Linked DNA regions of Mus musculus: all the other regions are linked to region 2. Evidence: chromatin contacts called from public Hi-C, HiCAR-type and promoter capture Hi-C data. All regions are on one chromosome and are shown on one strand. The core of a region is the stretch at or near the end of the contact, and the rest is flanking DNA. Distances in the headings are between cores, read along the strand shown.

The links. Promoter capture Hi-C pulls out the DNA fragments that hold promoters and counts their contacts. Hi-C and Micro-C count contacts between places; a contact is called where the count stands out from the background. HiCAR-type assays count read pairs that join an accessible place to other places.
Region 1: a HiCAR-type map of astrocytes shows a contact between it and region 2, with 5 times the contacts expected there. The contact joins the promoter of Necab1 here to the promoter of Cibar1 in region 2. A contact is called at or near these places in 2 of 39 promoter capture datasets (hippocampal neurons and liver), 1 of 115 datasets of contacts at active chromatin or transcription factors (astrocytes) and 1 of 9 other capture datasets (liver).
Region 3: a contact with region 2 is called in a promoter capture Hi-C map of second pharyngeal arch cranial neural crest, with 13 times the contacts expected there. The contact joins the promoter of Slc26a7 here to the promoter of Cibar1 in region 2. A contact is called at or near these places in 6 of 39 promoter capture datasets (cranial neural crest, frontonasal cranial neural crest, hippocampal neurons and 3 more) and 1 of 115 datasets of contacts at active chromatin or transcription factors (astrocytes).
Region 4: a contact with region 2 is called in a Hi-C map of B cells, with 7 read pairs. The contact joins the promoter of Otud6b here to the promoter of Cibar1 in region 2. A contact is called at or near these places in 7 of 39 promoter capture datasets (the 3T3-L1 cell line, the C10 cell line, cranial neural crest and 4 more), 1 of 484 Hi-C or Micro-C datasets (B cells), 2 of 115 datasets of contacts at active chromatin or transcription factors (astrocytes and stem cell-derived neural progenitor cells) and 1 of 9 other capture datasets (adipose tissue).
Region 5: a contact with region 2 is called in a promoter capture Hi-C map of embryonic stem cells, with 6 times the contacts expected there. The contact joins the promoter of Pip4p2 here to the promoter of Cibar1 in region 2. A contact is called at or near these places in 8 of 39 promoter capture datasets (cranial neural crest, embryonic stem cells, frontonasal cranial neural crest and 4 more), 5 of 115 datasets of contacts at active chromatin or transcription factors (astrocytes, embryonic forebrain, embryonic stem cells and 2 more) and 2 of 9 other capture datasets (adipose tissue and embryonic stem cells).
Region 6: a contact with region 2 is called in a promoter capture Hi-C map of cranial neural crest. The contact joins the promoter of Lrrc69 here to the promoter of Cibar1 in region 2. A contact is called at or near these places in 7 of 39 promoter capture datasets (cranial neural crest, frontonasal cranial neural crest, hippocampal neurons and 4 more), 2 of 115 datasets of contacts at active chromatin or transcription factors (astrocytes and embryonic forebrain) and 1 of 9 other capture datasets (liver).

The regions. Positions count from the first base shown.
Region 1 is chr4:15,147,437-15,151,782 of GRCm38.p6, forward strand. Necab1 (N-terminal EF-hand calcium binding protein 1) reads right to left here and starts at 1,695. Exons shown (of 13, transcript NM_178617.4): 1 at 1,382-1,695. The coding sequence starts at 1,480.
Region 2 is chr4:12,169,866-12,174,141 of GRCm38.p6, forward strand. It overlaps Cibar1 (CBY1 interacting BAR domain containing 1), which reads right to left and starts at 2,150. Exons shown (of 9, transcript NM_026558.5): 1 at 1,833-2,150; 2 at 1,119-1,353. The coding sequence starts at 2,065. Gm46846 (a long non-coding RNA gene) reads left to right here and starts at 4,168. Exons shown (of 2, transcript XR_001784247.2): 1 at 4,168-4,276.
Region 3 is chr4:14,619,829-14,624,295 of GRCm38.p6, forward strand. It overlaps Slc26a7 (solute carrier family 26, member 7), which reads right to left and starts at 1,950. Exons shown (of 19, transcript NM_145947.2): 1 at 1,861-1,950; 2 at 1,364-1,596. The coding sequence starts at 1,556. It also overlaps a transcript of Lrrc69 not described here.
Region 4 is chr4:14,824,047-14,828,230 of GRCm38.p6, forward strand. Otud6b (OTU domain containing 6B) reads right to left here and starts at 2,367. Exons shown (of 7, transcript NM_152812.4): 1 at 2,245-2,367; 2 at 1,453-1,607. The coding sequence starts at 2,326.
Region 5 is chr4:14,861,996-14,866,348 of GRCm38.p6, forward strand. It overlaps Pip4p2 (phosphatidylinositol-4,5-bisphosphate 4-phosphatase 2), which reads left to right and starts at 2,224. Exons shown (of 7, transcript NM_028264.4): 1 at 2,224-2,442. The coding sequence starts at 2,337.
Region 6 is chr4:14,793,398-14,797,624 of GRCm38.p6, forward strand. It overlaps Lrrc69 (leucine rich repeat containing 69), which reads right to left and starts at 2,655. Exons shown (of 8, transcript NM_028499.2): 1 at 2,466-2,655. The coding sequence starts at 2,648.

The DNA.
Region 1 (4,346 bases), core at 445-2,944, 3.0 Mb after region 2:
GTGGAAATCATGTTTTCATGGGGAGAAAATGGTTGGCCCCCAAAGCCTGAATCCTGTGTTGGCACTGCATGGTGATGTGGGGAGAAGGCTGCCTGGAGGTGGGGTTGAAGCTTCGATTAAGTCTTACACAAGTTTTAATTATTGATATAAATTTCTCAGCCAATTTTTTAAAAAGTCTAGATAATTCCTTCACGACAAATCAAAGACTCCTTGCCCCTCCCCCATTATCTTCAAAATCCCTGACTGGCCATTATGATAGTTGATGTCCTCACATTTTCATTTTTCATACTCAAGTGTATTTAGCCTCTGGCCCACCTCCTTCATGCTTGGACTTTAATAAGGAGTGATGGCTTAGAGAAGGGGAGGGGCAGGGACAAACGAGGCTCCTTTGCATGCTTTGCCCATTTTCCATCATGCTAAAAAAGGAGCGGCTAGAACTGTCCCCACTGAGCAAGCCAGACACTACCTGGGGGAACAGAGTGAATTTTACATGTGAACAGCAGCTAGAAGAGCCAGAACCCAGAAGGCAAGCAACCCAGGAACAGGAAAGCCAGGAAACAAAACAAGGCAGCCGGGTGAGAAACAAACATTAGGGACAAAGCGAAGCGGAATCTAGGAGCAAATTAAATCTAAAACTGAGAGAGAAAGAGGGGGGGGGGGAGAGAGATTACAGCATAAGGAGACAAAATAGCACGGAAAGAATGGTCAGGCTAGAGATGCGAAGCAAGGAAGTCAATTCCCAAGCAAGGAATGGGACCATAGGGAAAACCATCAAAAGCTAGAAGAGAAGGTTAATGATAGTAATTACAACTTAGGCAGGGCAGGTGGTGGTGGTGGGGAGAATAATAGGGAAGGCAGCGGGCACCAAAAGAGAAAAAAAAATCATTATGATAAAAGAGACCTTGGCTTCTGTTGTAAAATAAGAAAACGAATACGTTCAAAGAAATTGTTTTTGAAGGTAGCTGGGAGTAGCTGGAGGGGCATCACAATGTCTAAGGCTTCCGTCAGCGCTCCCAGCACAAGGGAGAGAGAGTGCCTGCCAGTAAATTGGGCAGCAGGGATGAGACCGGAATCAAGTCCTACACTGCTCAATGGGAGACTCTCCATTCCGGGCAGAAGCCCTAGGTTCTGGGAAGTCGAACTTTGGGGGCTCCTTAAAGCTTATAATCAAAGCTGCAGGTCTGGGACAGCTCTTTACAAGTTGGGTGGCAGTCCTTTCTCTTGCATTTATTTGCCTAGGGTCCTCTGGGGAACAGCAGATAGGAGATAGTTTGAGTGGAGGTCTGATAGCAATGCCAGCAGCCAACCGCTGCTCCTGACCCCTCCCCTCTCACAGAGGTGATGCCTAATGCGCCCACCTAACTACTTCAGCTATACTTACGTCGAGGAAGATGGACATGCCCTTGGACAGTTGCAGGGTAGAGCTGAGCTCTTCCGAGGAGTTGTTGGAGGAAGGCGAAGTCTCCCGGGAATCCTCCATCCTCAGCGGTCCTGGCGCTGGCGGGCAGACTGGGCGGGATGCAAAGGCTCTGACCTGGTGCTGTCTCAGCTGCTGCCTCCCCGCGCCGCGCCACCAGGGTCGGATGCAAGTGGGTGTTCGCTCTGAGCGCGCGCCTCCCTCTGCTCTGCGCGGACTCTCCTCCCTCTCCCGCCTCTAGGCTTCAGCACGCTAGCTCTCGCCGCCCCCTTCCCGTGGCTGACTGCACCTCACTGGGGATCCGACTTAGCAACACTGTAACTCCCCTTGCCAGTGAGCATTCCCTGGCCTTGACAAGCCCTTAGTCACTTGCCAGAGGTAACCTTCTGGACCCTGCCCACCACACCGCACTTTACATGACAGAGCAGATCAAGCTTTGTCCTGAGCATCAGAGGGGGGTGGGGTGGGGGGGTGGGGGGGTCAGAAGCACTGAGGGAAAACCATGAGTGGGAAGAAGGAATCGAGTTTTGCCTACTCCATCCTTGATGGAAACAGAACTCTGTGCCCCCCTCACTCCTCCCCACGCCCAACCTGGTTTCTGGATTCTGTCCTGGAAGGGATAGCTAGTTCAGTTTTGGATTAAGGCACTGGGTCTGGCCATCTGCCTTAGTTGCTTTTTTATCTTGTGGTGTAGCAAATTGCTAAATCTTTAAAGCTTAGTGTTTACGAATCGGCAAAACGATCACCAGGGTGGTGCTTAGCTTATAGTTCCACTGCTTGCACACTTGGCACTATCAGGTGTAGGGAGGGAGAGGCAAGCCCGGCACAACACAGACAAAATGTAGGGAGATAACTTGCCTTGCGCCAGTCGTCCTGGCCATGAGCCTTCTTCCAACACCATGGATTCTGGCGTTTCCAACCTCCCTACCTCCCGGCTGCTCTGAATCTACTGTTTACAGAGAGTGAGTTTGCAACTCTGGCTGAACGTTGGACTGTGTGTCACTTAGAGTGTGTGTCAACTTCAAAATGTCCTAACAGATGAATGAATTGTCATTCTTCCTGCAGGCTTTCTTCGTGCCTAGACCTAGAAGATCGTACTTTCTGAGCTGGGGTGCATCAAAGGCTTTTAAGAGCTGCACCCTTCCAATGGTACATTTATTCGTACTCGGAGTTAGGAACTCACTCCCACAAAAGCAAAACAAACAAACAAACAAACAAACAAACAAACAAATTAAGGCCTGAGTTTCACTTCTGGATTCATGTTCAGTTAGCATGTGGTTGTCCCTAGCGTATTTTTCCTCTCTCAAAGCGTCTCAGGCAATCTTTATGAGCCCAGAATTAATAAGCACTTAAAGAAGAAGAGCTACAGAAATTAAGCAAAGGTCAGTGACTTCAGACCTGTAAAGTCCAGGGATAAAACGCAGAGCTTCATTAAGTCTAGAGTCACAAACATGATTAGAGAAGATATTGATTGGAGCTGTGCTTTGAGGACTATTAGTCTTGCATCTTTGTGTATTTATACCTTATTAACTTCGAGTTATCTTATCTGAACAACTAGAATAGATTCTTTCCTCTGACAATTGCTTAGCAAAAAGAAATGAAAAATCATGAAAAAATTCCAGTCAACCCATCAAAGAAATACTGATCATTCAAATCACACAGAAACAAGAGAGATGCTGACAATGAATGTTATCGAGTTTACAAAAGCACCATATTTGTTCCTACTATTGACTGAGGAATATATCTGTGTCAATAAACATAGCCTAAGTCTGGACTCTCTAACTTGTGTGGGTCTCTCTGCCCTCAAATTCAGCCTTGTGAAATATGCTTGTGCTCATCCCATGGAAACAAGCCTAGGTGAAAAAGCAGATTTTCTTAGATTATAAATGAAAAACAGGAAAATAACCTGTCACTAATGTTCAAAACTAGAGAACTAGCTGCAACAGTGCAGTAAAGTGACCCCTGCTCCCTTTGCTGACAATGCATGCCAGCTTGTGTTTCTTCTAAGGAGCTATCAAGAAGGAATGTAGGAAGGCTGGTGGTTAAGCCTAGTGGTTAAGAGTACTTACTGCTCTTGAGAAGACCTGGGTTCAGTTGACTCACAGATGTCTATATCTTCAGTTACCCACATGATGCAATGCATACATCTAGGCAAACACTCATACACATAAAATAAAAATAAATACAAAGAATAAGAAAAGTACGGCGAGTGTGATTGCAAAGCCAGAAAAAGTACTGTCCGTGAAATCCTGGCTGAGTTCAACACCATAGCTCATAAAGATGGGAAGAAAGAATGGACTTCACGGGTCTCCTCTACAGGGACTTCATGACAGCTGTGCCCACACATAAACACAACATAACACACAGATATGTACACACATCATACACACATATACACACACACATACCACATTCATACACATACATGTACCACATATACACACATATGCACACACACATCATAAACACCACACACATACACATCATACACACCACACACACACACACACACACACATCATACATCCACATATACCACATTCATACACATAAAGACATATGCACACACACACACATCATACACACCACACACACACACACAGACATGCACACACATATATGCACAGTACATCATAAAATACACACGCACACACACGCAGACATGCACACACATATATGCACAGTACATTATAAAACACACACACATAATTTTAAAAGAAGAAATGTAAATCATTAAACAACTTGCTCGTTATCATTTCTTTTTTGTTTTGTTTTTGAGACAGGGTTTCTCTGTATAGCCCTGGCTGTCCTGGAACTCACTCTGTAGACCAGGCTGGCCTGGAACTCAGAAATCTGCCTCCCAAGTGCTGGGATTAAAGGCGTGCGCCACCACTGCCCAGCTGTTATCATTTCTTTTAATGATTTCCACA
Region 2 (4,276 bases), core at 900-3,399:
GGCCAGTCTAATGTCCACCAGCTCTACTACCACACACTGTGAGGTCTATCCGTGTCTGTCCTAACAGCTTCCCTTGTCTTTCCCTTGCCTACCTTTGCCATGTTCATTAGCATCTCCACCATTTGGTAAGCAGGGAAACAGAGCAGAGCAAACGCAAATCAATCCACTTTGCTATTTGATAACTAGCATAAAATTTTTCTAGAAAGGGGAACTTATTGGTAAAATAGGACTTTAGGATTATCTGTGAATAAAAACTATTTCTGAAACATTACATCTCCAGTTACCATGTATAACTGAGTATTTCTTGTTATAGAAGAAATGTATGCCAAGAACTCAACATTTTTCTTATAGTTATCCCCAGGGGATTAGTATTCGAGTTTTATATACATGATGATGATAACTTCATAGATTATTTCTCTTTTTAATTTTCAGTAAGTGAAAATTTGTTTTAGGCTTTAAGCATAAGAAAGATCAATGGGGCTTGTTACAAAAGTAAAAAAAAAAGCAATGGAATTTGAACGAGCCAACTATGTTAACTGGTACCTATAAGAAGTAAGTGAAAACGCTTATGCAGTATTAAGAAAAGACTGTATTTTAGAAAGATCTCCCAAGAGCAAAGCTCTGGTCACTCAAAGCAAACACACAGCCAGCCTCTCAGCTGTATCACTTGTGTTATAAATCATAGCTTTCCGATTTCGTTCGACTTTCAAACCATGGGAAAATCAGCAACGTGTAGCCCATTTATTAGTACTTTGTGATTTTGTCATTTTCAGCATTTCCATTTCTAGTCATTCTTTAAAACGCACTTGGCCCACACAGGCCATACAGGTGCTTTTCTTCTGCACGACTGCTATATAGGTTACCTTTTCTGGATGCATGTTCCCTGTTACCCTGTTGGCAAATGCAGTGGTAAACTCAGACTTCAACCACACCTGACGTTTAGTTTGAAAGCTATCAGGTCACAGAAAGGTTCCATATAGCGAACCCACACTGTTACAGACAGGAAAGGCATTTATCAAGGGTACATTCACCACTGCTGGGTAGGTTACAACGAAAAGTCCACAATTTTTACACACTTTGTAGGAATTTGGCTATGACACCAGAACCTCACTTCATACCTCTGCCTGGCGATAATCTTGAAGTTTGGCAAACTCATCAGCAAAGTCTTTCAGACCCTGCTTTAAATTTGGTGTCTCGGTAGAGGCATACAGGTTGATTTCGTTCACTAGGAGGTCGGCTTTGTCTCGAAGCCTGGCAGTTTTCCGTACATAAGCAGCAAAGATTTGGCAAAGCTCTCCAAAATGCTTCTCCACATTTGTGACAGCATCCTGCAGTTGTTTTGTTTGAGCATCTCTAGAAAAAGGAGACACAGAACACTGTTCTTAAAACAGTAAGAAGGTGCCCCGTTAATTTTACGTGCAAACATTCCCGGGCCTCCCTAAAGCCCTGAAGGGCAACATTCCCAACTCTTCCAGAGGCCCGCGCCTTCTCTAGGACCTCACGCAGGCTCTGGTCCTGCCTAGAACCTTGCAGGCCCGGGAAAGGGCCCGGGCCTGGTGGGCCGAGAAGGGGCGGCGCTGCTGCGGCCTGGGCACCTGCGGCCTCCCGGGCTCTGTACCGCGGCAGGGCCCGGCCCAGCTCAGGGGGACCGATCGGCCGGGAGACTCTCTCGGCCCGGCACTCGCCTCATCCGGGTGGACGGACTGCAGAGCGCCACGGGGACCGTGCGGCCTCCTCCCGCCCCAACCGGCTTCCAGGCCCTCGGCCCGGCTCCTCTCTCCCACCCGGCCCTTTCCTTCGGGCAGCCTGCACGACGAGGCCCCGGCGGTTACCGCTCATCCAGATTGCGCCTCAACATCTTGCCTTTCCCGCCGCCCGGGACCCAGGATGGGAGCCCAACGAGCGCGGCTCCGGGCCGCCAGGGCGCGCGGGAGCAGGCGACGCCGCCACTTCTACCGGGAGCTGAGAGCGCGCAGTGCGCGCCGCCCCGCCTGCCCGGCGTTTCCGTGGCGACGCGGCGCGCGCCCCGGCGGTCAAGAGCAGGGCAAGGGAGACCAGAGGGCATGGGGCAGAGGGAACACCAAGCATCCTCCTTCAGCTCCTGCAGCTCTCTAGCCCTCCCAGGCTTCTGGGAGCGAAGGAGGAAAACCAACCCACCAGCAACCGGAAGGGGTACAGGAAAATAAAGGTGAACGGGGTTCAGACTTAATGCGAAGCTTGTCCCTGTGCTTCTCTGTTGAATGAGACAACGTGTGGGCTCGTGGAAGCTGCCTTTGGAAAAGAACCGCTCTATAAGTTAGATTTCTATAGCTGTGATGAGACCCCGACAAAAATCAAGTTGAGGAGGAAAGGATTTCTTTGGCTGACATATCCCAAGTCACAGTTCTTTAAGGAACTCAGGGCAGGAACCTGGAGGCAGGAATTGAAGCAGAGGCCATGTAGCAACACTGCTGGCTGGCCTATTTGATTGACTTTCTTATATACCCCAGGACCTCTTGCACAGGGGCAATACTGTCTACCCTTCCATGTCAATCATCAATCAAGAAAACAGCCTACAGGTCAATCTGATAGGGACATTTTCTGAATGTTCCCTCTTCTCGGGTAACTCTAACTTTGGTCAAATTAACCAAACAGAAACAAACAAACAACAATAACAACAATAAAAATAAGAACAGTAACAACAAAACAGAAACAGAAAAAAAAGCACACCAGTGCTTACTCCCTCATCTTTACTGGTCTTTAATGCCATCTGTTCCCCCTCTTGCAGGTAACTGAGTTTCTACTTTGTGAAAAAGATTGTTAGACCCAGTCGAGGTATGGGCCTGAATGAAGGTTCCCCAATTGGAAGAGTCACAGATAACCCAGAGCCTTCCTCTAGCTTCTGAGAGGGAGTCTTCTCTTCCGAGTGAACTTGGGGTCCAACTTCAAGCTTTGTCTACTTCTCAAATGCCCATAATTTCTGAGAATAAAGTCTTTGCTCTTACAGTGCTCACAGCCTTGGTGGAATGATAAAGCTAGCCAAACAGTCAAACACATATAACACAGCCCAGAAATGTGCTACCGTGTCAGGTTTCGTTGTATAAACAAATTATAAGGCCTAGTGGCTTCCACAACTCCACTAGTCAGTTTAGGATTCTGTAAACGACACAGATGGTTCTTCTTTGGTTCTGTTCAGCTAGGTTCTTTCCTGCCTTTCCAGGTGGCGAGTCTGTTACTAGCAGTATAATTTCACTAAATGCTATGGTGCTGAGCAAATAAGTTCTGCAATTGGGAGGTAGGGAGCCAGATGTGTCCAACCCCACCCCCTAAAAGCTCATCTTAAGACCAGTAGGAGTAAGAATTGCTCCCTCCTTGTTCTGGGCCTGCATGCCATGGTAGTGCATGTATCCTTGTGACCCACACCTCTACCACCATTGAGGTAGTCACATAGCCTGGTGGCTACATTACAGGCTTAAGCACCTGGAATTCCTCTTCATGCAGATGAAGCATTCCCAGTACCTCAGTACCAACCAATAATGTACACTCACCCTGAAAAATACCTACCCACTACCCAAGGTTTATATAGCCCTTATTTTCCTCAAATAAAGAGAGCTGTAACTCTGGAAAAACGTCCAGCCAACAGAGTTCCTGCAGACCCAGGACCCACCCTGTCTGGTGATTCTTCATTTTTTCCAATCCAGCCTAGTGCAAAACAGTGCCTGAGTACCCTGAAGGCTGAAGCAGAACTGGCCAATTTGAATATGGTTTGAGTGTTCTCAAAGAGTACATGACGCAGAGGCTTGGTTTGCTCTTTAATGTATGGTGAGAGGTGTGGACATTTAGAGAGCAGCCTAAAAGCCATGGAGACTACCGCTCTTGGAAGGGATTAAGGTGTGTGTGGTTGTTTGTTTGTTTGTTTGTTTGTTTTTTTGAGTCTCTTATTATTAGTTTCTGGAAAGGTTATAGACCAGAGTCTTACCCCACCTGGATGTGACTTTTTCCATCTATACCTGTTGCTACCATCATGACCAAATCCACTATATGAAGTCTATCAGAGCAGAGCTACTAGCCAGAATTGTGAACCAAATCAACATGTATTTGTATACACTTGTCAGCCTGAAGTATTTTTGAAAGATTTATTTATTTATTTATTTATTTATTTATTTATTATGTTTATGTGAATGCCTCTTGAGTTTATATGCACCTTGTGTGCACAGGAAGGCCAGAGAAAGGTTTCCCTGGAACTGGAGTTGCAGGCTGTTGTGAGCCACCATGTCGGTTCTGGGAATGAAACGAA
Region 3 (4,467 bases), core at 700-3,199, 2.4 Mb after region 2:
TTTTCAAACATAAAAAGACAACTACTGCTAAAATCGTAATTATTCCACTTTTATTTTATATTAAATAACAGCAAAATAAATTTATGGGATATGGTGAAACTAAACATCTGGGGACAGAAAACTTGCTTAAGTCCATCAGCTAAATTTTCAAATGACATAGGATGTTTCATCTGGAATTTAAAGTCAAATAAAAGAAAGGCTGGGGATGCCCCAGGTCTGTTATTACTTTTTTATTTTTTAAAGATTACTATACTTTTGCTATTGGCAAAATGGTCATTAAAAATACAACACAGAGTTAAGCAGTAAAATTGTATTCCATAAAGATAGCACTGTGGATCTTAAACCCCCCACCCATGCAGATGTTCCTAATCAGACTGAAAACACAAATTCACAAACCAGTTTGTTCCAGCTACAGAATAATTTCATTAAAAGCATACTTATAATTGAACAGAAGAAATAATAGTTAAAGCCAGGGAGGTAGTGAGACTGCATGGAAATATAATCACTAGGAGTCTTTGCCAAGAAAGCTGTTCCAAACCTTTAAAGCTGGGAAGTTGAGAAATCAGTTCCTTTTCTGGCTACAGGTAGAACATTACTACCTGAATCAGCCAAAACTCGTGTGGACATACCTTTAAGGAAAGGAGGTACACATACACACACACACACACACACACACACACACACACACACACACACACGAGTGTCATTTTTAAAAATCTGTTCTGGGGATGTTTTACCATGTTATATTTCTCACTGAGACACGAGTTCTGTGGGGACTGCACCTCAGAATTAAACACGCACAGTGCAGTCCACACAAGCTCTGAGGATGCAGGATTCTTCGCTTTGCAAGTAGTGATCTTGGCAATAAGCCTCCTTCATGCACAAAAAGCTTTGTTCTCTGCTATAGCAAGTCCCATGGCTACAGCAGGTAACTGTAACTGTGTGCTGCTAACTGGGCTCATGAGCAATTGTATTCAGGACAGGAAATGTTTTATAGCTTGATTTGATGAAGGTGGGAAATTATGTCAGCACAGTGAAATCATAAAAGCTCATTTCTCACAATCACTGATCCATTACTCTGAACCAATATGAAATTTAACATTGCAAAATATGTAATTCCATTCAAGGGTTACTGCTTAATTGCTTAACTCCTAGCCAGGGGTAGAAAAAAGCCAAGTAATTTTAAAAGCAATTAGGAAAATCACACACAGAAACATCTACTCTGCTTATTTTCCTAAAATTAGTAACCATTTTATTAAGTCTGCTTCACTAGCTACACTGTCACCCCTCAAACATAATCCCCATCCAAGAAGCAAAGTGACATCCACTCTGCAGAAGACTGTAAACCCAAATGCACACTTACCTTGTGCCACCTGTTGAACTGCCAACATTATCCCAGACACAGTGTCTGGAAGCAGGTTTTCCTTCAGATTGTACTGCGGTGCCCATTCCAAGATAGGTAGGCGCCTCTTACACCACTGCTTAATGTCTTCTCGGTGGGGGGTGTGCATCTTGCCCCACAGCACGCTTCTCTTTTTCCTCTTTGCTCCCGTCATTTTTTCAGATTTTCAGATTCCCTCCTGTAGTAGTCAACTTCTTCAAGCAAGGGAGAGAGAAAAAAAAAAAATCGTTGGAGAACACCTCCTTTCGATGCCAGGCTCCAAATCGTCTGTGGTTTACAATGTCAAAGCTATCCAGAAAATAAATGTGAGAGAGAGAGAGAGAGAGAGAGAGAGAGAGAGAGAGAGAGAGAGAGAGAGAGAGAGAGAGAGAGAAACAGAAACACGAATGGATGCAACTGAGCTGTATGCCTTACTGTGGTTCAGCTAATTATTCTAGATAAAAATTATAGACTCAAACCTTAAATTCTTATCTGAATAAGGAATGGTTTCTGTTCATGTAATACTTTTCTGAACTTGGAAAAGTAATAGGTTCGGTGGTGAGATAGTTACAGCTCCCTTGCCAGTAATTCCCTTTATATTCACTGTCGTCTTATGTTTTTGGCTGCATTCCCAATGGTTAATGAGGTAGTTCTGGGCGTGTGGTGGAAGTGGGCTGGGCTATGCTAATGAAACCAGGAAGGATCCAGCCAGCCCAGCGTCTCCTACAAGCAGAAGCGAAGTCCCGACTGCCAGAGGATTTTCTGTAAAGAATATGCTACAGCCACACTTCTTTGTGAGGTATATATTTCCAACATCACTAAAAATTGCCAATTCCATAAAAGTCGGAAACATGATAGGGGACTACATGAGTCCTTGTCATTCTATTCTCTGGAATATGAAGTTTTCATTCATAGAAAAAACATTCAGATAACCACTGTGCCATCTGAGAAAGGACTAGCTAGTTCTTATAAACAAACTGAAATTTCATCTCCTGGGCTAAGGATTTAAGTATCACAATGAGCAAATATTTGTGGCTAGAGTTTATTTTTCTTCCTGTCTCTGCTCATTCACTTTTTACTGATTGTTTCTCTATGTTTTTAATTAACACACTTATGTCATTGTAAATAAAATTTATTGAGAAATTCAGTATCATTAAAACTATTGTTTGAAGCGGCACGGGTGTGTGCACGTGCGTGCACATGTGTGTGTATGTGTGTAATAGTATTTTTGTTGATATAACTTTTAGTAGAGCATTCTTTTAAAAGCTAGTGTTACATTTATAACAGAATAGACTGTCAAAGATTTTATTATAGTATTATTTCCCACAGCCTCCAGAAGAATAAGTCTGTATTATGGTCTGAACCATTGGAATTAACCCCAAAAACCAATATTCTAACTAAAACCGTGAAGCCAGAAGAAAGAAAAGCAAGCATGTAGTTATTTACAGTGCTTTCTAATGTCCGTTTGTCCAGAGACTAGACATCAGATGCTGGAAGCTATTACAACAGTAAGAACTTAGACCCTTTATTCTCCACAGGATTCCTGCTGTGTTTTTCCCATTAATTACATTAAGAGAAAGAGCTACTTTCTCAACTTCAAAAATATGTCCCTTGCTTGTAACATATGTAATACTTGGCAATACTTTTTTTTCAAACTCCATGAATCCTAAATAGATCTAGAGATATACATTTATATGAATGTGTGAGATTTTTTTTCTGTATTTCTCTGTTATTTTCATGACATGACATTTCTAACACTTCAATATATTTCTAACTCAGGGTCAAGCTAAAGGTTAGTAGAGGAGTCTTATGGCTGAGATGAAATTCAGTGGAATAGCTACTGCCTACCATGCATGAAGCCCTTGGTTCACTCCCTAGCAAACAAAGAGGGAGAAGGAGAGGGGAAGAATCTATTTCAGAGAGGAAGCTGCAAATGGTAGCATTTTAAACTTATTGTGTGATCTAAAAATAGCCTGAGGAGATAATTGCAAATGCACACAGTAAGAAACTGTAGGCTGGCTTTCCTTCCTGTGTGGCAGTCTCTCCCTTTAGTGCATGTGTGCACAAAAGTCAAAAATTATGTACATACTCATTGTGTGTTAGTTTCCTAAGATAAACATGAAATTTAAAAGAATTCAAACCTAGGCTGAAGAGAGAGAGAGAGAGAAACTGAATGGCTCACCAGACAGTTCCTAAGAGAATAAATGTTTCCTAAAAATCCTAACGTTTAAATCTGGAGCTCAACTTCCATATCTTTCCAAGCCAACACTATTTAAAGCCTGTCTAAACCTCGCTCCACAGCACAGTATCAGTCTTATTTGTAATCAGTAATGCCAAACAAAGAGAGCTTTATGAGGAATTTCTTCACACACATGAAATTCTCAAAATGACTAGGCCAGTGCATAAAATTCAGGAGTAATAACATTTATTTGAAAGTTTCAGTGACTGAAGGTACTTTGATGTTCAATACTATATACCACCCATATGGGCCATCTCTTCCCTGAATGTCCAGCGAGCACCTACAGACATCACAAGATTTTCTGAATGTCTTCTCCTTCAGATATGGACCAACAGGACAGCTCTTCTTCCTAAAACATCATTTGAATGACATCATTAACATGTGTAAATTTCTGTAACCTCCGTTAAATTCCAACCTATTAACAAAAACAATGGAATTCTCCTGTCCTGCCTGCTGCTCCCAACTAGCTCATCATGAACTCTCCCCCAACAAGTGCGCATTAATCGGTCACTGCGAAGGAGGAAAGGAAGGAGAGTGTAGGTATTACATATGCTTTAGGAGATACTTAATGAAGGAAATGGAAAAAGGTATAACTAACATTCTATCGGGGGGGGGGGGAAGGTAAATTAATAATGAAGTCACACAGAAAGAGTTGGATGCTAAGGAACAGGGGAATTTCATTAACATTGAGGGCAAATTCATCCCATCCTGCCCAGACACTTGTGTTCCAGCAAGAAAGAGTTAATGACCTGCCATGTACTGACATCACATCTTTTACTGCCAGCATTGAGATTCATCCACATATGGACGAGCTTTTATGAAAATCTACATCTTCCATGAACACTTC
Region 4 (4,184 bases), core at 1,117-3,616, 2.7 Mb after region 2:
ATAGGGTCTTACTATGAAGCTCAGGCTGGCCTCAAACTCACAACCTCCATGAGTACCTCCTGCGTGCTGGGACTACAAGCATGTATCACCATGCTAGGCTAGAGAGAAAAGTATTTTAACAGTAAGAAAGGCCAGGAACATGGTGACTAAGAAAGGAAACCGAAGACTTTGACACTATACTTGGTACTCTGTGTAAATGGATACACAGAAACTGTTCCTTTGTCAACAGAACAAAAATGAATCCAAACTTACAGAAGACGAGAAGACGAGATCTTGCACAAAACTAAGAAAATTCCTATCTGGGCTGGAGAGATGGCTCAGCAGTTAAGAGCACTGGCTGCTCTTCCAGAGGTCCTGAGTTCAATTCCCAGCAACCACATGGTGGCTCACATCTGTAATGGGATCTGATGCCCTCTTCTAGTGTGTCTGAAGAGAACAAGGGTGTACTCATATACATAAATCTTAAAAAAAAAAAAAAAGGAAGTTCCTATCAACAGTTAACTGAGGTAACTGAGGTTGTAGACTATATGACCCTTCATAGCCAAAAACCAGGCAACAAATTACTAAATTATATCAGGGTATAACTATGAGTTTGGTTTTGAATTCTAGTGTTTGTCACCTCAAGAACTATTATGACTTCGGGACAAAATTCTTAATCTCTTTAAGCTGGTTTCCTACTGGACTCGTGTGATTATCTACATTACTTCATGGCTATTACCTTACAGTGTTACTGACAACTATATCCTTTGAACAAAGTAGCTGGTATACACATTAGGCAGAATGGTAAACACCAAGCAGATGCATGGAGCCGGGCATGGTGGCGCACACCTTTGATCCCAGCACTCGGGAGGCAGAGGCCGGCGGATTTCTGGTCTACAGAGTGAGTTTCAGGACAGCTTTCTCTACTTAACTATAATTTCATATTTATTGTCCCATGTGGAGAAATTTATTCTAGGGTTGATTAAGAAGCTTTGCCGAGGTTACAATCTCATTCATCAGGAGTTCCTGACGAGCAGTCTCGGCTGCCAACTTTCACTCAAGGCAAACCTTATCTGGCAATAACTTATACTTTACATGGTTATTAGGTTAAGGAAGTAGGCACTTTTTTGCTGTTCTTCCATTTAAAAAAAGAAAATCTGCCCATAAACCTGGTCACAAAAATACTAAAGAAATGTACAGCTAGGTGTGGTGGTGCATGCCTGTAATCCCAGCACTTGTGAAGTCACACCAGTAGGATCTGAAGTTAAAGTTCAAGGTTTAGCCTCTGCTCCAAATCCACATGGGTGACAGCCTAGACTACAAGGCACTCTGTCTAAAAAAACTAATGTCGAGGAAATGTGATGTGTGACTGTATGACTCGATTTCAGAATTTTGAGACCGTATTCAATAAGCAGTTCAACACACTCAGACAGCTGTTTGCTCGGGCTCAGAGACAAGCTTCGCTCCCCATACCTTACTGTCCTTGAAAGTCAATTGCTTCAATTGCTCCAGTTCTTCCCTGTGTTTTTGCTCCATTTCTCTTTCCAATTTAGCAACATCTTCCGTGAGCTGCTTCCTCCTCTTTTTGTCGTTTTTGGGAACAGCGTTCTTCATTCCCTGAATTTTGGCTAAAAAAAGTCATCAAAACAGCCGTGTCAGAGCCCCCGGACCAAAAAGCGAAAAGCAGTTAAGAGGGTGGGAAGAGGTACAATTATAGAATGTAAAGTAATTATAGAAGCAATTAATCATGACACAACAATCAGCTACGGAGAAAGGTCCGGATGAGGCTTGCGACCCAACGTAAACACAATCTCGAATTTGTTTGGTTTGACAGGGCAAAACCAAGGTTAAAAAACTATACTAAGGTAAAACTTCTGCCTTTTAAATATCTTTCTCTGTGACCGACAAGCCAAGGAGAAGCAATTCAGACCACACCACTAAGGCCAGGCGTCGGGATCGGGGGCAGGAATGGGAAGGGAGGAAGAGGAGGTCCAAGACTTTGGTCTCCAGGCACATCACTCAGCAGCAGCACGTGCACCGGACCCGCTAGGGGTCCACGGCAGGTCGCACACGGGGACATCTCCGGGGACTGCAAATAAGGGGGTCGAGGGAATGGGGAAAGCTGGAGAAGACTGATCAAAAGTTATCTGAGGGAAAGCCTAGACGGATCCAGGACGTGTGCCCGTCCAGGTACCAGAGGACACACTCCACGCTCCCAGCCTTGGGTGTGGACGCCTCTTACATTCCCAGCCCCTTTCCCGTCACCTTGCAGCTCCTTCTTCTCCTTCCGATGCCTTCTCACCAGCTGCTCCTCATCATCGAGCTCTTCAGCCACGACCTCCTCCATGACGACCAGGCGGCCCGGCACCCGCGCTGAAGGAGATCCGCACCTCAGGAGGGCCAGCACCTCCCACTCCTCAACCCTCACCCGGGGCGCCATTGGCCGCCGGGAAGGCCCAGCCCCGCCTCAAGGCGGCTCCGGATCCAGGTCTAACCACTGAAACCGGGAGACGCCGACATGGGCTAGGGCGCCTGCGCGCTCGGACCGCTCTGGGCGGCGCGCCGGAAGCTGGGATTGTGCGATTAAGGACGCGCCCGGCGCTGGAGCAACCGCAGCACAAAGCTACGCGCCAGGCGATTGGCCCTGACGGGGCGCACGGAGATGACATCACGGACGTTCTTTCGCACAGCTTTCAATTTGTGCTTTAGAACGCTCCGTAGTTGTCCTCTTTGCCAAAACATGTTGAAAAGATTTTTTTTTTAATTTTAATAAAAGCGTGGTTTGTTTTCAATGAGGATCTTTACGTTATATTAGTCATACACTAGGGAATGGTTTGTTTTTTGTTTTTTTACAATGTGGTAAAAGGGGAAACGCTAAGTAAGGAATGCCTACTCTTGAAATAAGTGATGAAAGAGATAAAAAAGGACTAAGCTTAGTAAAGTCCATTTGCTAAATTCAGTTGTAAAACGATTAACAGTGATGTCAGGGTGTTTTGAAGATTTGAGGCAAGATTTAACAAATGTAACTCGTGTGCCACAAAAACAAATTAGCAAAGGCAAACAAGAATGCTCACGGAATGGTGGCAGGAGTGGAAGACTCAGAGTGTTGGTCCAGTAAAATTTAAAAAAAAAAAAAAATCTCTATTTAGGGCTGATTGTGGTTGTGTAGGCCTTTAATCCCAGCACTTAGGAGGCAGGCAGGCAGATCTCTGTGAGTTTGAGGCCAGCCTGTCTACATAGGGAGTTCCAGGATGTCCAGAGAGTTACATAGGTGAGACCCTGTCTCAAAAGTCGATAGACAGGGGCTGGCGAGATGGCTCAGTGGATAAGAGCGCCAACTGCTCTTCTGAAGGTCCCGAGTTCAAATCCTAGCAACCACATGGTGGCTCACAACCATCCATAGCGAAATATGATGCCCTCTTCTGGAGTGTCTGAAGACAGCTACAATGTACTTTCATATAATAAATAAATAGATCTTAAAAAAAATAGATAGACAAACATATTCTTTTTTATATATAAATGCCTGAGACAGAACAAAACAAATGAAGTTGAAATAATATTTCTGGAAATAATTGAAAACTTATTTCCAGAGATGAATAATGAACTGCACCTACAACTGTATAAACCTGTAAGGGGTTGTATTAGTCAGGGTTCTCTAGAGTCACAGAACCTATGGAAAGTCTCTATATAGCAAGGGAATTTATTGATGACTTGCGGTCTGTAGCCCAAACTCCCCAACAATGGTGAGCAGCAGCTGTGAATGGAAGTCCAAGGATCTAGCAGTTGCTCAGTCCCACAAGGTAGGCAGGTGAAGAAGACAGAGTAAATCTTCCTTCTTCCAACATACTTATGGAAGTCTTCAGAAGGTGTGGTGCAGATTAAAGGTGTGTTCCACCACGCCTTTAATCCCAGATGACCTTGAACTCAGAGATCTCCCTATCTTAATCTTCTGGGATTCATAGCCACTATGCCTCAAGAGCTCCATGCCAAGATCTAGGTCAGAAACTTGCATCTCCCAGCCTCCAGATTAGGATCATAGGTGAGCCTTCCAATTCTGGATTGTTTTTCATTCCAGATATAGTCAAGATGACATCCAGGAATAGTCACTACAGGGATACATTTAAATTAATTTTGGTGAAGAGAAAAGAACAACTACACATATCCTGTTTTGTTTTGTTTAATTTCAATGTTGTGGGCGAGTGTTA
Region 5 (4,353 bases), core at 974-3,473, 2.7 Mb after region 2:
TCTGAAAGGGAATGGAGGAGTGTGTGGGAGGACTTGAAGGAGGAAAGAAAAGGGGGAATGAGGTAATCAAAAATTTAAAAAGGACTCTCCCCAAAAGATCTTTGTCTTCTGACTTCATCTGTCAATTGGAGATAGACAGTAGGAGGATAATGCAACTGTAAATATACTGTTAAAATGGAGTAGGGGGTGGCATGACAGAACATGAGCTCTACTGTCAACTTTGCCTCACTACAAACAAACACAGGAGGCAAATACCTTATTTAGCTCATTCCGGCAATTCAAGTACAAGGTAGAAGTTGTCCTCTGATGAGCGCTTCAGATGGCAAAGAGAAAATCAACGGTGGGAGTAACTCGGCCTCTCATCACAGAGCAAGCAAAGTGTGGAGACGTATGGGATACAAGACAGCAACGCATTTTCTTTTAAGGGTGTACACCTTTGATCACCCAAAGGCTCTTCCTCTTAACCTTTGACAACCCCTCCCAGTACTGTTTCTGCGGGGAACCAGTCTTTTACATACAAGCCTTTGCAGGACAATCCAAAACATGACTAGGGTAAAAGCAGGGTTCTGTGAATTGGTTTTGTAATTTTCTTCAACTCAGCGATCTTTACTGTGAGGTACTGGTACTCATTCTTCAACGGATAAGCTCTTTTTTTTTTTTTTTTTTTTTTTTTTTTTGCTGGGAGTGACACATCGTGAGTTTTCAAACCCCAGTCTACTGGAGACCCATCTAAGTTCTCATAGGGGTCACACCATAATAAGATCTTTATATTGCATTGTATCTTCCTGTTATTGGCCGCCCAAAGATGCTACATGAAAGAAAACATTGTTCTTTACCTTCCCTTAGGGTTTCCAGTTGGTACTTTATAGATTCAGGAAGAAAGAGTATGTCTTCAGAGAGCAACTTGAGGATCCTAAATGTGATTTGAGTAGTTTCGAATGTCTGCTGTTTATACGGACTGAAATGTAAGGGGCAACTCCCAATCTCCGGTACAGCTATTTCACTGTGGGACTTTTCAGCCACCTTGAGCATGGAGACCACACCCTAGATACTTGGGGACACCTGGAAGGTGAGTAAATAATTCTTCCGAAGTCACTCAGAAGAACCTCAGCAGGAAAGCTATTATTCTGATTGCATTTTTATTTGGATGTGTTCTAAACTTTGGTTTGTTTCTGTTGTTTTTTTAAAAAATGTAAATCGCATTGGAATCAAATGACAAAACATCAAAAAAGGGTAACAAAAATGTAAATAGAAAATAAGACAATAAGTCTGTTGAGTATTTAAAAACATTTATTAAAAAAACTGTGTGTGTGAGTGTGTGTGTTGATGTAGGCCTGATGAAGGTATTGGATTCCTTTTACTAGAGTTACAGGTGGTTTGTGAGCCACGAAATGTGGGTGCTGAGAACTGGCTTTTGTGACCTAAGCAAGATCAGTGAGCACCTTAATCAGTGTGCTAGCTCTTCAGTACAATGACCTTTTTTTAAAAAAAGAAAAATCTTTTGTAGGAAAAAGGTTTAATTTTTACATTATACAAAAAAGCCCCATTATTCTACAAAAACTAAAATGACAGTCTATTTTGTAAAACGGAAGTTGTAAAAGTTAACACTTATGCTTAAAGTGCCAAAAATCAAATGTCAGCACTCTTATTCCTAAAAAAAAAAATCAAGGAAAAGAGGAAAGCCTAATGCGCAGGCACCAACATTTCTCAGACAACAGATTCTCAGCTATGGTTCATAACAAAGAAGAAACCTCTCCGAAGAAAATGATAACCCAAGAAATAAGTTTTCTTCACCCAGCTGCAAAGTTTACCAGACAAGTTAGACTCTCCTACTTCCTGGAGGAGCTGAACTTGATTGCTCTGGTTTTGCCCGTAATCCAGTACAGGCCTTTCAGTGCCTCTCAAAGCTGCTCTTTATCCTCGGTTCCCTTAGTTTAAAAGATTCCTCACCCTCTCTTTCCCTTTGCCCCTCCTCTTGCTTACTTGATCTCTTCCCCTCCCCCACTTCCTAATCAGTCCTCCCGTCTCCCCTTTTCTCAGACTGGCTGGCTTTCCCTCCACACTTCTTCCCTCCCTCCTCCTTCTCCTCCTCCTCCTCCTCCTCCTCCCGGGCTCTTTCTTTCCTCTCCAGTCCCCTCCCCCAGCATGCCTCCCGGCGTGCTTCCCTTCCCCCGGCCTCGCGGTCCCGCACCCTCCCCTCCCCCGCCTCCTGCCTTGTGACACATCCTGGGCCCTCCCGGAGGCCGTAGCGGCGGCGCGGCGGCATTGCTGGCCACCACCTCCTCCCTAGCCGCAGCCCAGCTCAACCCGCGGCCCGCCGCGCTGTCGCTGCAGTCATGGCTGCTGACGGGGTGGACGAACGTTCGCCTCTGCTGTCAGCATCCCATTCGGGAAATGTCACTCCCACAGCCCCGCCGTACTTGCAGGAAAGCAGCCCCAGAGGTAAGGCCGGCATAGACCTTTCTGCTTCTCGCAGAAACGTCTGGAAGGATGGAAGGATGAATGCCGGGGAGCTCTAGCGCGGAGGCGGAGGAGAGCTTCTCCCTTGGGCTGGGGGAAAAGGATGCCTTCCCAGGCTCTGCCTGCCTACCCGAAAGCCTGTCTGCAGGGCTTCGCTGCTGCTGCTTGTGGTGTGGAGTGTGTGCTTGAACACTTCCTTCCCAGCTTCAGGATCGGACATGAATTTTCCCAAGCTCCGAGCTGCTGTTTCCAAAGCAGCCCCTAAGTGCAGCTGGGCGGTGGTGCAGATCCTTCAGTCATTCACAAGTGCTTTCGGTTGCTGAAAAACACGGGGCACTGCTCACCCTGGCATCTGCCCTTGAGAGGACTTCAGCAGGAAACATCTTAGTCCCTTACACTCGGCCCCGGAGTGCAAGCAGGGAACTGCCTAACCAGAAGCAACAGAGTTTATCCCTAATATGTCCGAAATTCCTAAGCTACGGGCATTGCTGCCTGTAAGGAGTGTGTTTCATAGCTTCAGTGGTGAATGAAGAGCCTTCCGTTAGGAAGGAGGAATTTTTTAAATGCATGTCTGGGTGAGGTTGAAATTAACTTCTAAAAAGTTCCCCAAGTTTATACCGTATATATTTTTAGTTTTGTTTTTCAGTGTAGAATTAAAAAGGGATTTGGAGAAATGGTGTGGTGAAGGAGAAGTCTCTTTACCAAAGGATTCGATTTATTCAAGCACTGTCTTTGTTCAAAGTCTTTGGGAGTGTTTACTACGGTAGTCTGGAAGGCAAGCCTTACAGAGATCATTAAATATGGCACGTGCAAGCGTACCTTACTTCATCTTGCTCTTTTGGCTGGATGTGAATGAAGTTTAAAACCCAAGGAGGCCAAAGTTAATAGTGTTTTGGGAATATAAGCAGGTCACGTGTCTTGTAACACAACTTCTAAGTTCATGTCTGAAATGGGGCAGGGGGGGGCGCGGGGGGGGGCGGGAAACACTACAACAGGTTGAAGTTGTCTGGCATTTAACATTTCTTTTTAACATTTTATAACTTGAAAATCAACATTCTGGGTCTCAATCTATAAACAGAAGCAGAACAAAGGAAAACTGTGGTTAGCTGGGAGTAATTCAGAGTGATTGACAGCCTGAGAGGAAAGGGGCAAAGTCCAAGGGAACTGACACACAGAAAACGTACAAGTGACCCTTGTTGGCCAGAAGTCGGGGGATTTCCCTTACTGGCCATTTGATATTAATATTGTACTATCTAATCCTTAGTCACAGGTTCCTGAATGAGTGTTTCAGTTTTATTAATTTTTGTCTATGGAATAAAATTGATGATTTATTAAGGGACTGAGTTTGGACTGAAGTAATGGAAATACCTTTTCCTTATTTTAGTCAATCTGTGTTTAGGACAAACACACACACACACACACACATATATATATGTATATATATATATGGACCTGCATAGACTTCATTGTTCTCTATAGATTTCCTTAATTTGATCAGATTCCTCAAACTACAAAGAGAGTGGCATTTCCAATCAAGCACTGAAAAGAAGTCATTTTACTCTAAAGATCTCTTAACTTAAAGATCTTTTAACTCCTTTGGCCTAAGAGTACAATAATTTTTTTTTTGGAAACGATGGAGATATTTAAAACACTAATATATGGGATAACATCTATGAAGGAAGAAACGTAAATGAGAAGCAAAGTCATTTTTTTTAAGATTTATTTATTTATTATATGTAAGTACACTGTAGCTGTCTTCAGACACTCCAGAAGAGGGCGTCAGATCATGTTACAGATGGTTGTGAGCCACCATGTGGTTGCTGGGATTTGAACTTTGGACCTTCGGAAGAGCATTTGGGTGCTCTTACCCACTGAGCCATTTCACCAGCCCAA
Region 6 (4,227 bases), core at 1,405-3,904, 2.6 Mb after region 2:
CCAGGAGTGGTATATGGGTCTTCAGGTAGAACTATTTCAAATTTTCTGAAGAACCACCAGATTGATCTCCAGGGTGGTTGCACTGGCTTGTAATCCCACCAGCAATGGAGGAGTGTTCCTCTTTCTCTACATCCTCACCAGCATGTGCTGTCACTTGAGTTTTTGATCTTAGCCATTCTGATTGATGTAAGGTGGAATCTCAGGATTATTTTAATTTGCATTTTCCTGATAACTAAGAACGTTGAACCTTTAAATGCTTCTCAGCCATTCAAGATTCCTCTGTTGAGAATTTTGTTTAGCTCAGTACCCATTTTTTAATAGTTTTATGGATATTTGGAGTCTAACTTCTTGAGTTCTTTGTATATTTTAGACATTAGCCTTCTAACAGATGTAGGGTTAGTGAAGATCTTTTCCCAATCTGTAGGTTGCCAATCTGTCTTATTGATAGTCCTTGCCTTATAGAAGCTTTTCAGTTTCATGAGGTCCCATTTGTCAACTGTTGATCTTAGAACCTGAGCCACTGGTGTTCTGTTCCCCTTGTGCCAATGAATTCAAGGCTCTTTTCCACTTTCTCTTCTATTAGACTCAGTGCATCTGGTTTTATGTGGATGTCTTTGATCCACTTGGACTTGAGCTTTGTATAAGATGGTAAATATGGATCAGTGACATGAAGGGGTGTTTCAAATATACACGGGACCTAAATATTAACTACAACATGCGCAGACCAGGATGATATATGGAGGCTTACTGAATTGAAAAAGAAAGATAACCTGTTGGTCATACAGGCATATACACAGTTTTATTTCTAGAAATCCAGAGGCAGCAGCAGACAAGGTATGGGAAAGGGAAAAAAAGGTGAATGGGAGACATGAGGAGGAAAATAGGTTTCAGAAACCAACCAAGTCCACTTTAGGATGATTGTCAGTGACATCCTGGACTGACAGCATCCAGTAAAACCAGAGGACAATCAGCTTAGTTAAAGGCTGGACAATGGAAGTCCTGGTGGAAAAAAATTAGGTGCGTTTGAAAACTATGTGACATTACTCTGAAATAAAATGAAGCCAGTATAATAAAAAGATGCAAGAAGTGAAGGATTAAGTTTGGCATATACACACATACAATACATATATATATATATACTGCAGAATTCTCTGAGGCAAAGTAAAGGCTTGATAATGGTTATGTAAATGCTACAAAGCTTTAAAAGGTAATGAAGCCACCAAGGCAAGGCCAGAGTGGACTGCACATATTGGTGCCAGCAGCGCACACAGTGGGGAGCAGTGGGAGGCTGTGGCTACTGAAAGCTCTAAGTGTGCCATCATGCTGAGTTGAAAAGATAACTGTGCAGAAACTAAGCTTACTATATAGGAATTTGAAAGATAGTAACTGAAATGGACACGCCAAAGAGTAAGTTGAGAGTAACTAAACATGGAAGTGAGGATGGGAACTGAAAGTGTCATAAAAGATAATTCTAGTATAAGCCTTTAAGCAATGAGTTTTCTTATAACAACATGCAAACAGAAACAAATTCAAAGAGGAAAGCAAAGCACTTCATGGTTTTCAGTGAGAGCTCAGAAAATCATCTGTCCTTTAGAGAAGTGTGAGTTCCCATCTTATAGCTGTAACTACACCATTTCAAGTTACTACTAACTACTATTGAATATTATGATTTCATAAAGGTTAAAAGAGGCCGTGTGAAAATGACAGATTTATTCTTTAACTTTTAGTAAGTTGCAGTGACTGAGTTGTCTAAAGGCTCTTTCGGTACGGACTGTGAAGAAATCAACACAAGTAAAACTGTTGCCTTGCGCCCACTTAACCTCAAGATTTTTAGCAGCTGCAGTCAGACATTACCAGGCAGAAACGTTTACCATAAGCATCTGGGACTCAGCCATGTCACCTGCTTCTCTTTAAGAAGGGGACTCTGTATTTTAAACATTAGCCATCTCCTAAAGGCTGTTTTAGGGGGAGAAATTCCTTTCATTTCCTATTCCTATCAACCCTCCTCTGCACTTGAAGTCCCAGCCAGTTCTAGGAAATGCCTCCTCAACACTCTAAATGTGTCTTAATTCCATATGTAAAGACTTCGGGACAGTCCCCCTAGGGAGGTGGGCACAATCTTGCCTGAATCCTCAAAGCCTACTTCCAGATGTGAGCCCCAAGGTAGAAAGACTACTACTAGACCCAGGCTTCCAACCTCTTTCCAGATGACAGCCTGAAGGAAGATGAGCAAAGATCTAATTCTCATTCCAGATGTGGGCCAAAGGGCACAGGAGTAACTTGCAACATCTTTCCTGCCATGTGTAATGCCCTAAGCTAGAACAGCTACTCATCCCTCTCCAACAGCACTCCATATTGTCTCCAGAGAGCTAATTCTCCAGATATTAAAGTGTCACTGCTCCATCATCACTTACGACTTTAATCTATTTTCTATCTTCAATCCCAAAAGCTCTGAGGTTCCTCACCTGGGTCAAGGTCCTTAGCTCTGGGCATACTTTGGAGATGGAATTATTTTGAAGGTCTAGAGTCTTCAGATTAGGTAGTTTTTCCAGTGTCGAGGGCATCTTGGTAATCCTCTTGCCATTCAAAGTCAGGATCTTAGTGTTCTTGCCACCCTTCAGTGCTGTTACCAATAATCTTTCAGCCATGATTTTTGAAGAGGTGACCATTATGGAGGAAGAGTTATTATATATCTTTAGAATATGTAATCGCAGAATTGTTCTGTCACACATGCAAAACCACTCCCCATTATGATGAAGCTAGGAGGTAGTAGGTGATTTCCTAAGTAGAGGGGGGAAATAGTCACTGCAGGTTGGACCAGAAGCATACAAGACAGGGCATGCTGAAACAGGTTTATCCATGCCAGACACATGGACAATATCAAATACTGAGATCATATCAGGCAACTGGGCCAGCTTTGGGACTCTTCCTCCAGTTTGAAATGAGGAAGGCTAAACATCTGGGGGGGGGGGGGAAGTAATACTGAAGCCTTGGGGTTCATAACAGCATCTTATAAAAGGAGGGACTAACTCATTAATCATACTTGGAGTGGGTGGGACATCATCAGCTCAGTCTAAAAACTAATAAAGGGAGAAATGAATCAAGCATCTATTACACTATTGTAATATAAACTGCATGCCACTATATTCAAATAGTTCATAGTTTTTATTCATACAGAAATTGGAGCTAATAAATGAATTTTAACAAGCCTTAGAAAACTCATCATTTCTCCAAGTTCTAATGAAATACAGGAACTCTGTTGGTAGGATTAAGGTTAGTAGCCCACTAATCCGTTTTAGCCACTTACAACAGAAAGCATCACGTGCAATGAAAGTAACTGATGGTGCGCAGCAGAGTGCAGAGGAAACCTCATGCAGAAAACCAACCCTACATCTAACAGTAGCTTTAGGCTAACCAACACATACAGAAATGGGAGGCCCAGAGAGCTGAAGTTACCCTCAGTCAAATCTGTAACATGGAAAGCTTTACAGCAGCGGCTCTCAACTCTCCTATGCGGCTGTAATACACTCCTCATGCTGTGGTGACCCCATCCATACAACTATTTTCATTTCTACTTCATAACTATAATTATTCTACGGTTATGAATCGTAATGTAAATATTTTTAGAGACAGGATTTCCAAGGGGGTAGTGATTGATACACAGGTTGAGACGCAGTGCTCTATAGGGAGAAGTGAAATGAGGTCTCAGCAACTGCATGATGAAAAATAAAAACTGTTCTGAAAATGAGCATTAAATAATAGCAAAAGACAAAATACAACCTGTGCACCTGGACAGATTGTTCATTTCAATAAACACAGCAACCAGTCAGAGAAATGTATTGATGGGCTGGTTATGATAGTAATTAACAATAGGACTTGTTTTACATGTATTCAACATTTAGAAATGCTTATGGAAACTGGAGGACGTAGGGGAAGCAGCAGGATGGACACAATGTTGATAATTATTGACATTATTGATGCTGAGTAACAGGCATACAGAGGTTTTTAATACTAGTCCTACTGTTTCGCAGGTGTGTTGAAAATGACAGAAAAGGATGCTATAGCCTTTGACCTTTGATCATTAGAACCCCGTCTGTACCTAGATATGAGGAGGCTTGGAGGCACTTTGATTAGACATATTGCAAACTTAATTATGACTGCCAAATATTTAAATACTATAAATGATACATATAATCTACCAAGTTTTCAGAACACAACTCTAGTGCA